Linked DNA regions of Zea mays: regions 2 and 3 are each linked to region 1. The links are chromatin contacts, called in public Hi-C maps. All regions are on one chromosome and are shown on one strand. Each heading gives the region's core, a stretch centred on a gene start, on an enhancer-like site or on the middle of the called end of the contact. The rest is flanking DNA. Distances are from core to core; before and after follow the strand shown.

Region 1 (3,567 bases), core at 325-2,824:
AAAGACACATTCCTATATATTCTCTTAGTTTGTCCGCTGTTGTCTAGAAACATCATGTAATGAGGCTGGGAAACGATCCCACGGAGTGCTCCCGTGTCCGTCGCCTCGGTTCGGCAGAGGCCAGCAACCGCGGCACCTGGTCCACAGCAGCAGCCACCACGACTCGCTAGGGCTAGGCCGACCTAGATGATATGCAGTGAGCTGATGGGAGGGATGGGCGAGCAAGAATTGGTACAGTAACCGGGAGACGATCTTGATTTATTCCTTATGTCATGAATTCCTTTTTATTTACACCCACACTTTCTAACTTTCGTACAATGATTCGTATATTTAAAACAAGGCTAACTTATGTTCTCATGCTTTACGAACCCTGGCATATGTCGCAAAAAATCCTTACCTAAAGAACTAACTCTGCAGCCTCTTCAAGCTCTAGATTTCAATTCTTATGGCCTAAGAAGTGTTTTTTTATTTCATAATATAAGCTTTCACAACAATCTAATTCTTGGAGTCAGATTCTATAAATACCCAACATTTACTAACCTACATTTTTTTTTCAATTGGTGCCATGACCATCACATAATGTTGATGAGCTATTCCCTCCAAGTTGCTGATTGCATGTGGATTACCATGCATGGCTATTTGCTATTTGGTTGTCTCGACCTTTCTTAGGATCTATTGGATGTAATACATATTATCATTATTTAGCTAATATTTGCTAACTACTACCTAGCAGAGTGGATAGTAGGTTGTGGTGTTTATATCCATAACTAATGGGTTAATTAATAATTGGAGAGTAATGTTCCTGTTAGCCCCCATTGTTTGGGTAGATAGTAAGATAATGGGGATTTAGAAACAATCTAAAGTTTATTACAATCTGTTATCTAGACCTATTTATATCCATAGAGCTAAAGTTTAGCAGATTGCTACATCCTCATTATTAGTTTGGAGCCAAACATGTCCTGATTGTATAATTTAAATGTTTATAGGAGTAACCAATTTGTTTTAGCTTTGCTATTTTACGAGTGTCAAGATGCTTAACTATTTCATACTTGCTTTGTAGGAATGTTCGATGCCGACAACATCTTGCTCTACCAGAAGGTACCAGCTCCAAATCAAGAACCAAAATTTAGGAAAAATACGAACTGCAACCTTATCCGTCATCTTTAGTAATTCATGTGTTTATCTTATTTGCACCAAGAACTATGCTGGAGGCTATAAAACTATGAATGTTATTTGTGACATGTAAATAATACTAGCTTGTACATGCATCTAAATGCATATAAGAAACACAATGCACCTTTTGTTTGCATTCCATGTAAATTATAAATTAAATCCAAACATTGAAAAATTACAAAACACACACACACAACACTATGCGCGCATGGGCGCGCGCAAGACACTAGTACATAATAATAACGATATTGTTCGCTTCGGATTAAATTAAACCAAGCGAGTATGCGTGCATGTGTACGTCGGATGCTTTGTTTGTTCATTTGTGGCCCGTGAAGTAATATTTGGGCCCAATAGCCCATTCATCCATGTCCTAACCCTAGGGCGCGTTCCTTATAAAACCTATCTCCATTCTGTTCTCACTCTCAGACACCAGACGCAGTCGGCTGCCGCAGACTGGTAGTAGCCGGCGCGCCGTCACCGTATCCTCAGATCAGAGGCGAGCAGAAACCACACCACTCTACTGACGCCCGACGAGGTACACTTCCGCGCGCGCGCTTCTCTTCCTTCTTTTTTCGCTCGACGAGGTACTCTGCTTCACGCGCGGGCGCGCTTCTCTTCCTTCTCTTTTCGCTCTGCCTTGAGCCTGTTCGTTTGATGCCCAGATCTACTAGGTTTGTCGATCGTCGTTATGTGTGATGAGCTGAGCCGATTCATGCACTGTATTTTTAATTAAGTGTTTTTTTCCTCCGCCGCTACCTTTATTGTCTATGTATGAACTTGCAGCTTACAACTGGTTATTGAGCCATAAATTGTAACTGAGTTTCCGAGATCTATAATATTACGTGGCTGAGGCGCTTCATCTCTGTTTTGTTTGTATGACAGTAGGAGTACTAATCCAAGTTTAGCTTCCGCTTCTTCATCTACCTTTAGTATGTATTTCGTATATAAATACGATTGCAGTTTGCAACTGATTCTCGGCCATAGATGATTACCGTTGCGTTGTTCATCGGGTCTAGTTTCGGATCTCTGATGTTGTGTGGGTGGGGTACTTCGACTTGGGTTTTCCTGCCCTTTGTTTGATTACTGGTTTATTGACATATATTTATCTATTGACTTTTTATCTGCTATGTTTGATGTAAGCAGCAGTGTAACATTTTCCTTCAGCCATGGGTAAGGAGAAGACTCACATCAACATTGTGGTCATTGGCCATGTCGACTCTGGCAAGTCGACCACCACTGGCCACCTGATCTACAAGCTTGGAGGTATTGACAAGCGAGTGATTGAGAGGTTCGAGAAAGAGGCTGCCGAGATGAACAAGCGGTCATTCAAGTATGCGTGGGTGCTTGACAAGCTCAAGGCTGAGCGTGAGAGAGGTATTACAATTGATATTGCCCTGTGGAAGTTCGAGACCACCAAGTACTACTGCACTGTTATTGATGCCCCGGGACACCGTGACTTCATCAAGAATATGATCACTGGCACTTCCCAAGCTGACTGTGCTGTTCTTATCATTGACTCAACCACTGGTGGTTTTGAGGCTGGTATCTCCAAGGATGGCCAGACCCGTGAGCATGCTCTCCTTGCTTTCACACTTGGTGTGAAGCAGATGATTTGCTGCTGCAACAAGGTATGATTCCAGGAATTTCTATTTATTCTGGTTCATGAACTGAGATGCCTGTAAATGTATTTCAATAGTCTAGCAATATTTATCTTCTCTCAGTATTACTGCCTTCAAGTTGAAAATACTGCATTTGTGCTGTGATTGAATAGCTAATGTTAGTTGTATGCTAGTTTTGACAAAGTGAAACACTGATTGCTTGCATTTTAAAGGCCATCTGCTTCCTACATGTTTATGTATGATAGCAATCCATCTTTATTACTTCGCAAGTTAACATCTTTATTACCTCGCAAATTGGCATAATATAATATGGTTTTCCAGGATTTTTTCCCAATAGGTGATGTGTATTTATGATTTCACCTGTTTTTAGTTTTTTTTGTAGTTGGAGTACTTGCAATGTGTATGTGCTGAAAGCACAAGGAATTGCATAATTAACTGTTATTATATGATTGCAATTTGGTACTTATTTTACTTTGTCAATTAGTAGGATTTGTTGGCATGCACCTGATGAGCTCTGTATTTCTGTATACTTGCTTTAGGTTTTTATACAGCCTGCACTTGTTAGCATGAATAAATTTTGGAAATATGGTTTTCTGAATGGGGATTATTGTTGTTGACACCCCAAGAAATTTCATGCCATAAAAACAAGTGTATTGGGCCAGTTAGTTTTAATTAGTATGTTATTGCATTTTTAATGTTTGCTTGCTGTTAAGGTTGCTAGTTTCATTGAACTAATCGTATTGTTTGGGTTTTGCTGTTTTACAGATGGATGCTA
Region 2 (3,567 bases), core at 680-3,179, 670 kb before region 1:
AAATTTGTATTCTGAATTTTGGTTTGAAATCTGCACACACACAATTTGAAATGCTCAAGTAATTAAAACTCCAGCGTGAGATGCAAAATTCCATATTTATTTATTTGCTATTTGACTATTTTACTTTCCATAATTGAGTATGCACAAAGAAAAGAACACCAATAATCTCCGAGGGTTCCATAATCCCAAAACTCTACATAATAATTATATTTTTTTATTTATATCATTATTATTCTTATTATTTTCCTGATACAATTTTTTGGGTATTACATGGTTTTTGGACAATATGGAACCGTAATGGTTTGGTAGGAGATGTCTTTTGTGGTGTCTCTATAGTCTATACCTCATGCAATGCATAAAGAGTATTGGTTTTTCATGAATAAACTTGTGTAGTTGTCCTTCATTGATGCATTGAATTTTTTGTTCAATATTTTTGAATGGAGAGAGGGAGAGGAAAGGAGGGAAACACAAGGTTTAAGAGCTAGTTTTTTAATTCTATATACTTGTGGCTCTGCCATTACTTGAGGCATCAAGGATAGTTCTTTCAGATTTTCCTTGATAACTCAGTCATGCTATATAATAACATCAACAACATACTTTCCTATAATGTAGTTTTTTCTAGATATCGTACTATGCTAATATATTGTTTTCTGAACCATGGTAACTGAAACAAACTATTTTAAGATTTATATGTGCAGTAGTTGTCAGCTAAATACATGTAGTTTTTTCATTAAACTGATCCATGCTACGAAAGACTATCAACTATCAGATAGTATATATGTTTTTTAATACTGCTGAATCATGCTAATGTGTTGTTTTTAAAATCCTGACTGAAACATGCTCTTTTCAGTATGTGCAGTAGTTGTTAACTGAATATAATATGCATGACTATGGTAAACTGGTGAACTGATGACCACCCTCCTCCCACAGTTCCATAGATGGGTCGCGGACTATGGTAAACTGGTGACCACCGGTATCGATTCTCTTTTTTCTCCCCGTTTCTTCTTTAGAAGAAAAATGTCAACAACCATGCAGGCTAATACATATGGTAATTTACGGACTACTACAAAATTAAGTGTTGGTTGCTTGATATCAATCCCCTGAAGGCATTAAAAATCAGAGCAACATAAGTTAGAAATGAGGACCTTGGTTCTAAGATTTAACACTTCTTTTAGAGTATTAATGCGAAGGACGAAAGTCTTCAGATGTATATGTAAATGAAAACGAAACATAATGGTGCATGAGAACTTCAAAGGCTAAGCGGCACGAAGCTATGGCCCTTGAAAAAGGTACTTTATGCAGGACACCGTTCATCTATTTATATGGGAGATGAACCGTCTTTGTATAGATTTACAATAATACACATCAAGGTTTACATAAGCCGTTTACAAATGATATCAGGACAATGACGTATTTTCTTCGTCTTCGGCTTTGCGGGTCTCAGCCTTCGTTGTTCGGTAACCTCCCCTCTTGCTCGTGCCGGAAGCTGTTGCCTTCGGCAGCCATCTTTGCTACTTGTGCATAGACGAAACAACATCTTTGTACACTGTTTTAGTCGAAGGTTATCTTCGTCCGCCATAAATGTTCATGCAATAATACACTTATTCATGCCGAAGCAACATGTTAGCCAAGTGACCGTTTATTTGTAAACAAGTGATATTTGGCATAAGAGGCCCCCAAGATTAAGTTTTAGAGGCGTCTTAACTTTGACTAACGAAACAACACATGGTCATACATACATATGTTATTGTTGTACTGTTTTTTTAACGTCTATTTACCCAGTACATTTTTGAAGTATGTAAAGACACTATTTCGAATCCTTTCTGCACTGCACCCGTGGCTCCGCTGCTCCGGCCACCCGGGTCGCTTTGCATTCGCCTTTTTCTCGGCTTTATATAAGGGCTGGTTACTCTTGTTACGGTGGGATCCTGGGCTACCACTCTTGTTACTCGCGTTGCCCAACGGAAGAAAAAGCACCCGTGGAGCTGTACACCGATTTTCATCACTCTCGCCAAGCTTCAGGTATGCTCCTGCCCATCAGCTCATACTACATGCATGCTGGATCGATCTCCGCACGTGGTAGCTTTAGATTTTTGTTCTTGTGTGTGTGTGCGCGCGCGCGCCTCATTATAAAGTTTGAGTATATATATGAGGTAACAAAAAGTGTCGAAGACAATAATATGCCTTGTACAAAAATTGCTAATGTAGAGTAAGTACCACAGAGTTAGAGGTAACGTGCAGCTGCTCCTGCATTTGACGGCGAGGACAGCGCACTATAGCACGCGGCAGTCATCTTGCTGGCCTCGCAAGCTCGCATGGATGCTCGTCGATCTTTTCTTCCCTCTCTCTCTCTCGTCTATTGCGAGGTGCCTCTCTCCTGCTAGCTGTTCGTCGTCCCTGTGTCACTGTGTGTGCCTCGGGTCGGCGCTTTTGAGGCGCCAACTGAGCCAGCAAGCGGCAAGGCCACTGCAGACGCGCAGAGAAACACCGGCTTTTCTTTCGCCGTATGAAGCTGGCGTCAAGCAAGTGAACTCGTCTCTCTCTCTCTTTCCCTCTGCCTAGTGCCTGCAGTGCACTGCACTGTGGAGATCCTAGTCACGCACGCCTCCTCTGCACGCCGGGCGCCAACGATGCGTGCCAACGCCGTCTTAAAACCTCGCCGAACTCATCATTGCCCGCCTTGTTCCCTTCCCGCTCGTCGTCTTGCTCTGTCTGCCGGGCGCTTGCCCTTCCCGCCGTCGCCTCTCGCCCCACCCGACCCGAGTTCCCGACCGTGCACTAGAACTAGTGCTACTACTGCTAGGTGTCTGTAGCTAGCAATGCAAGAGCAAAGATCGTGCATAGATCACGCGAGATTCCCAGCATCTCTGTGGGTAAAAGGAAACAACAAACAAAGGAGAATTCTGAGAGAGAAAAAAGAGAGAGAGAGAGAGAGGAAAGCGCATTCAAAAGCAGGCTGCTTTTGGCTGGCCATCGCAGCAGCGTTTAAAAACAAAACCATTGCCTAGGTCCGGTAGAAAAAAAAAGCTTCTTCTTTTTTCGCGAGCAGGCCGTTTCTTTTATCTCTCTCTCTCTTCTTTTCCGACTGCGCGTGGCCTCGAAGCAGGAGATAGAGAGATAGAGAGGGTAAAATGTTGTTCCAGGTCCTGCACAGTGACTGACAACCTGACCCTGTCCTACCGTGCCACTCATCACTGGTATAATGGTGCCTGCCACCGCTCACGCACGCATCCCATCCATCCATCCATCCATCCGTCGATCAACCGAGCCTCAAGAGGACACACTAGGCCTCTCGGTTCTCAAGAGGCCTCGCCCGTCGCATCACGCGGGCGGCAGTATAATCTCCCGGTGACGACGCAGTTGAGGGGAGGGAGGAGTGACCGACGCGACGCCTCCAGCGTGCCAGCCTGACGAGCCGCGCTCCCCTCCCTCCGGCCCGGCTGCGCCGACGTGACGGGTGGATTCTGCACGCCGCGACGGCCGTTACAGATCGCCAGCTGAGCCGACCGACCCCGATCGTCGTGGCCGCCCTGCGCTGCCTCTGCCTGTACGGCCGCGGCATGGCGC
Region 3 (3,567 bases), core at 752-3,251, 540 kb before region 1:
GATTCTTTCCCCACGACTGAGAACCCTGCGGCGCCTCCTTCGGACCCCATCGATCCCAGTTAGGGTTTCGATTTTTCGAATCCATCAGAGCCGACACACCAGAACGGCCCGGAAGAGGCCACTCCTCACCAAGAGAAGGCGGGCGAAACGGAGAGGAGATCCACCCTCCGCAGAAACTTTCACGCGACGAACTCGGAAGCGACCAAAGGCGAGAGAGACGCAAAGCAAGATGGGGAAAGGAATGCGACCCAAGGAAATCAATAGGAAACCCTACCAGCGTACCTGAAGGACTCCGTCCAACCCGAGCCACGCCGCGCTCCTGTAGCAGTGGGCCGCACTCCTGCGCGACCACTCGCAAGGGACGTGGAGAAGACGGCCCAGCAGCAAAATCTTCAACCGAACGGGCCGCCAGCGGACGGAGGAAGACGGACGAGGGAGCATGGCGTCGCCCTTTTTTCTTTTTCCTCATCCTGCGCAGCTCGATCGAAAGGGCTAGCTAAGCCTTCCTTTTGCAGGTTGCGTAGTGAGCTAAATCGCGGGTGTTTGATATTCACTGGGCAGACAATGTGGATGAAGAAATTCTTACCCAGATTAATAGTGGTTGATAGCATAGAGAGACCACTGAGAATTTACTACAAAAATGAGTCAACAATATTCTACTCCTATAACAACAAGTCAAGTGGCCCTGCCATGTTCATTGACATTAAGTTTTATGTTGGTAAGGAGAAGATCCAGGATCACACTATTAAAGTTGAACATATTAGAACCCAGATGCTAGTAGATCCGCTCACAAAAGGCCTTCCATCCAATGTGTTTAGACAACACGTAGCCGGCATGGGGTTAAGGTGGAGCATGTGACCTTGAATCAAAGGGGCTATAGAAAGAAACCTAGTAAAGATATCTCATTTCGATGCAGGGGAGCAATGTTGTAGTCAATGAGTGACGCGACACTTAATCGATCTTCGTTACTCATTGGTCTTGATGTGTAAACTTTGTCGAAGGGTGGGATCCAGAAAAGTTAAGTATAAGAAATGTAGAGAAACAAAGGGGATAATGTTGGATATGTCCTCTACGGTCGATCAATAGGGACCAGATTGAGCTTAACCTAACTAACTCTGCCTAACCTCGCGCCCTTGATCGGAGAGGCCACCCTAACCATGGTTGCAGCTTCCGGTCACACATCACCATATAGAAGGATTAAGGAGGCGGCATGATTAGCCAACGCTAACTACTAGCACCAAAACCCTAATCCACAATTCTAGAGAGGTCCCCATCGCATAGGCTTCGTAGTGATTGGAAGAGTTGTGATCTATAGCGTCGGACAACAACGGCCCAGGATCCGAGCCTCTTCCACATGAGAACCAAGACACCGGCAACCACGCTCCTCCTCTAACGCGCCAAGATCCACCTCCACCACTACAAGATTCAGAAGAATCCTAGGACACTACACACCTCACCAACCTTTTTCCTTAATCAAAGGCAGACGGTACGCCTCTCTCTCTTTGTTTATGTTCATAGATTAGGAAGGCTTAACCCATTCTCTGTTAATTAAGGCTCTCGGATTGCTAAATTAGGACACAGATCCGCTAAAATCATCACATGAATCTTTTCGCCATCTCGTCGAACAACTTTCTTGCGAAATCCGCACGGCCCAGCATCTTGTACATCTCCATCAGAAAACTTAGGCCTTGTTCGTTTGTGTCGGATTGGTGGGTCGGAACTATTCCTAACCGGATTACTTCTCTAATTTATATAAACTTTGATTAGCTGGAACGATTCCGGGTGCAATCCAACGCAAACGAACAAGGCCTTACGGTGTATGCATCCCAGCCGAACCCGGTCTTCACTGCGGCCGCACGCACGCACCTTGCGCCCCTCGACAGACAGCTTCATCACGCCGATTGCCCTGAGCACGAACGGGCAGGTGTAGCTGTCTGCGACGAGGCCGCGCGCGGAGATCGTAGTAAACTGCCATGACGCATGAGAAACTGCCGCGCCTGGCCAGGGTCCTCATCAGTACGTTGCAGTCGCGCAGCGGCATGGCCTGGTGGCACGCCGTCGCCATCGTGGGACATGTGGCCCTGTGGGTAGGAGGCGCCAAGGTGGAATCTTTTGGGGGGCCGTACGTATAGAAACGGGAGAGCGACGCGGATGGTTGTGGACCTGTGGCCTTGTGGGGCAATTGGCTAGATGGGAAAGAAGGTGGCTGTTGTGGTGGGAGGGAGCGTTGCTGGGCTAGCGTGCGCTCACGCCGTGGCTGGCGCGGGATGGGAGGTGGTTGTGCTGGAGAAGGCGGCAGCGCCGGCGGCGGGGAGCGGCACGGGCGCCGGACTGGGCCTCGACGCGCAGTCTATGGAGATTATCTCGCGCTGGATCCCGGGGTGGGGAATCGACGCGGTCACGCTGCCGCTCGCCGTCGATCTGGTAAGTTTCCCCGTCCTCTCCGGATCGCCCGCGCTCGCGTTGAGGTGAGATCCATTGGAAGTTGCGAGTTGACCGTTCAAGGCTACAGAACATAGCCACGGACAGCGCGACGAAGGCGGCGCGGACGCTGGCGAGGGACGAAGACTTCAAATTCCGCGCGGCTCACTGGGGCGACCTGCACCGGCGGCTGCACGAGGAGCTGCCGCCCGCGGTGACCGTGCTGTGGGGGCACCAGTTCTTGTCGTTCGAGGCGCCGGACGACACACGCGGGGTCGTCGCGACGGCCCGCGTGCTGCGGACGGGAGGGACGGTTGAGGCCACGGGGGACCTGCTCATCGCCGCGGACGGCTCCACGTCGTCTGTCCGTCGCAGCTTCTTGCCAGACCTCAAGCTCAGGTTCAGCTGCCTGCGCGTTTGGTTCGATGATTTGGTCCATAGTGACCCATTTCTTACCCGGCGAGTCACCGTGGTCGGGACAGGTACTCCGGGTACTGCGCGTGGCGAGGCGTGTTTGATTTCAGCGGGAAAGAGAGCTCTGACACCATGACCAGCATCCGAAGAGCCTACCCGGAGCTCGGCAACTGCCTCTACTTCGACCTTGCTTACAAGACCCACGCCGTGCTCTACGAGCTGCCCAGGAGCAGGCTCAACTGGCTCTGGTACATCAACGGCCCAGAACCGGAGCTCGCGGTAATGGCCGTCCCCTCACCGCGTCGTTGACGTGCTAGATGCTGCTCGCACGAGGTACTGATGATTATGCTCGATGTTCAGGGGAACTCGGTGACCATGGAGGCGACTGACGCCATGGTGGGACGAATGCGGAACGAGGCGGAGCGCGTCTGGTGCCCCGAGCTGGCGCGTCTGGTCAGGGAGACCGCGGCGCCGTTCGTAAACGTGATCTACGACGCAGACCCGCTGCGGCGGTTGTCGTGGACGGGCGGCCGCGTGGTACTGGTCGGCGACGCGGCGCACCCGACGACTCCGCACGGGTTGCGGAGCACCAACATGTCGGTCATGGACGCGTGCACGCTCGGGCAGTGCTTGGCGAACTGGAACTCAGAGCCGACGCCTGCGCGCGCGCTGGCAGAGTACGAGGCGGTGCGCCTGCCCGTTGTGGCGGAACAAGTGCTCCACGCCCGCCAG

What was found. Hi-C and Micro-C count contacts between places; a contact is called where the count stands out from the background.
Region 2: a Hi-C map of endosperm shows a contact between it and region 1, with 2.7 times the contacts expected there. The contact joins the promoter of LOC100384364 here to the promoter of LOC542581 in region 1. A contact is called at or near these places in 2 of 25 Hi-C or Micro-C datasets (endosperm and tassel).
Region 3: a contact with region 1 is called in a Hi-C map of endosperm, with 3 times the contacts expected there. The contact joins the promoter of LOC100285158 here to the promoter of LOC542581 in region 1. A contact is called at or near these places in 2 of 25 Hi-C or Micro-C datasets (endosperm and leaf).

The regions. Positions count from the first base shown.
Region 1 is chr9:92,391,182-92,394,748 of Zm-B73-REFERENCE-NAM-5.0, forward strand. LOC542581 (elongation factor 1-alpha) reads left to right here and starts at 1,575. Exons shown (of 3, transcript NM_001112117.2): 1 at 1,575-1,708; 2 at 2,317-2,801; 3 at 3,558-3,567. The coding sequence starts at 2,340.
Region 2 is chr9:91,719,037-91,722,603 of Zm-B73-REFERENCE-NAM-5.0, forward strand. It overlaps LOC100384364, which reads left to right and starts at 1,930. Exons shown (of 23, transcript NM_001362352.1): 1 at 1,930-2,022.
Region 3 is chr9:91,852,467-91,856,033 of Zm-B73-REFERENCE-NAM-5.0, forward strand. It overlaps LOC100285158, which reads left to right and starts at 2,002. Exons shown (of 4, transcript NM_001370701.1): 1 at 2,002-2,424; 2 at 2,513-2,820; 3 at 2,904-3,114; 4 at 3,196-3,567. The coding sequence starts at 2,191.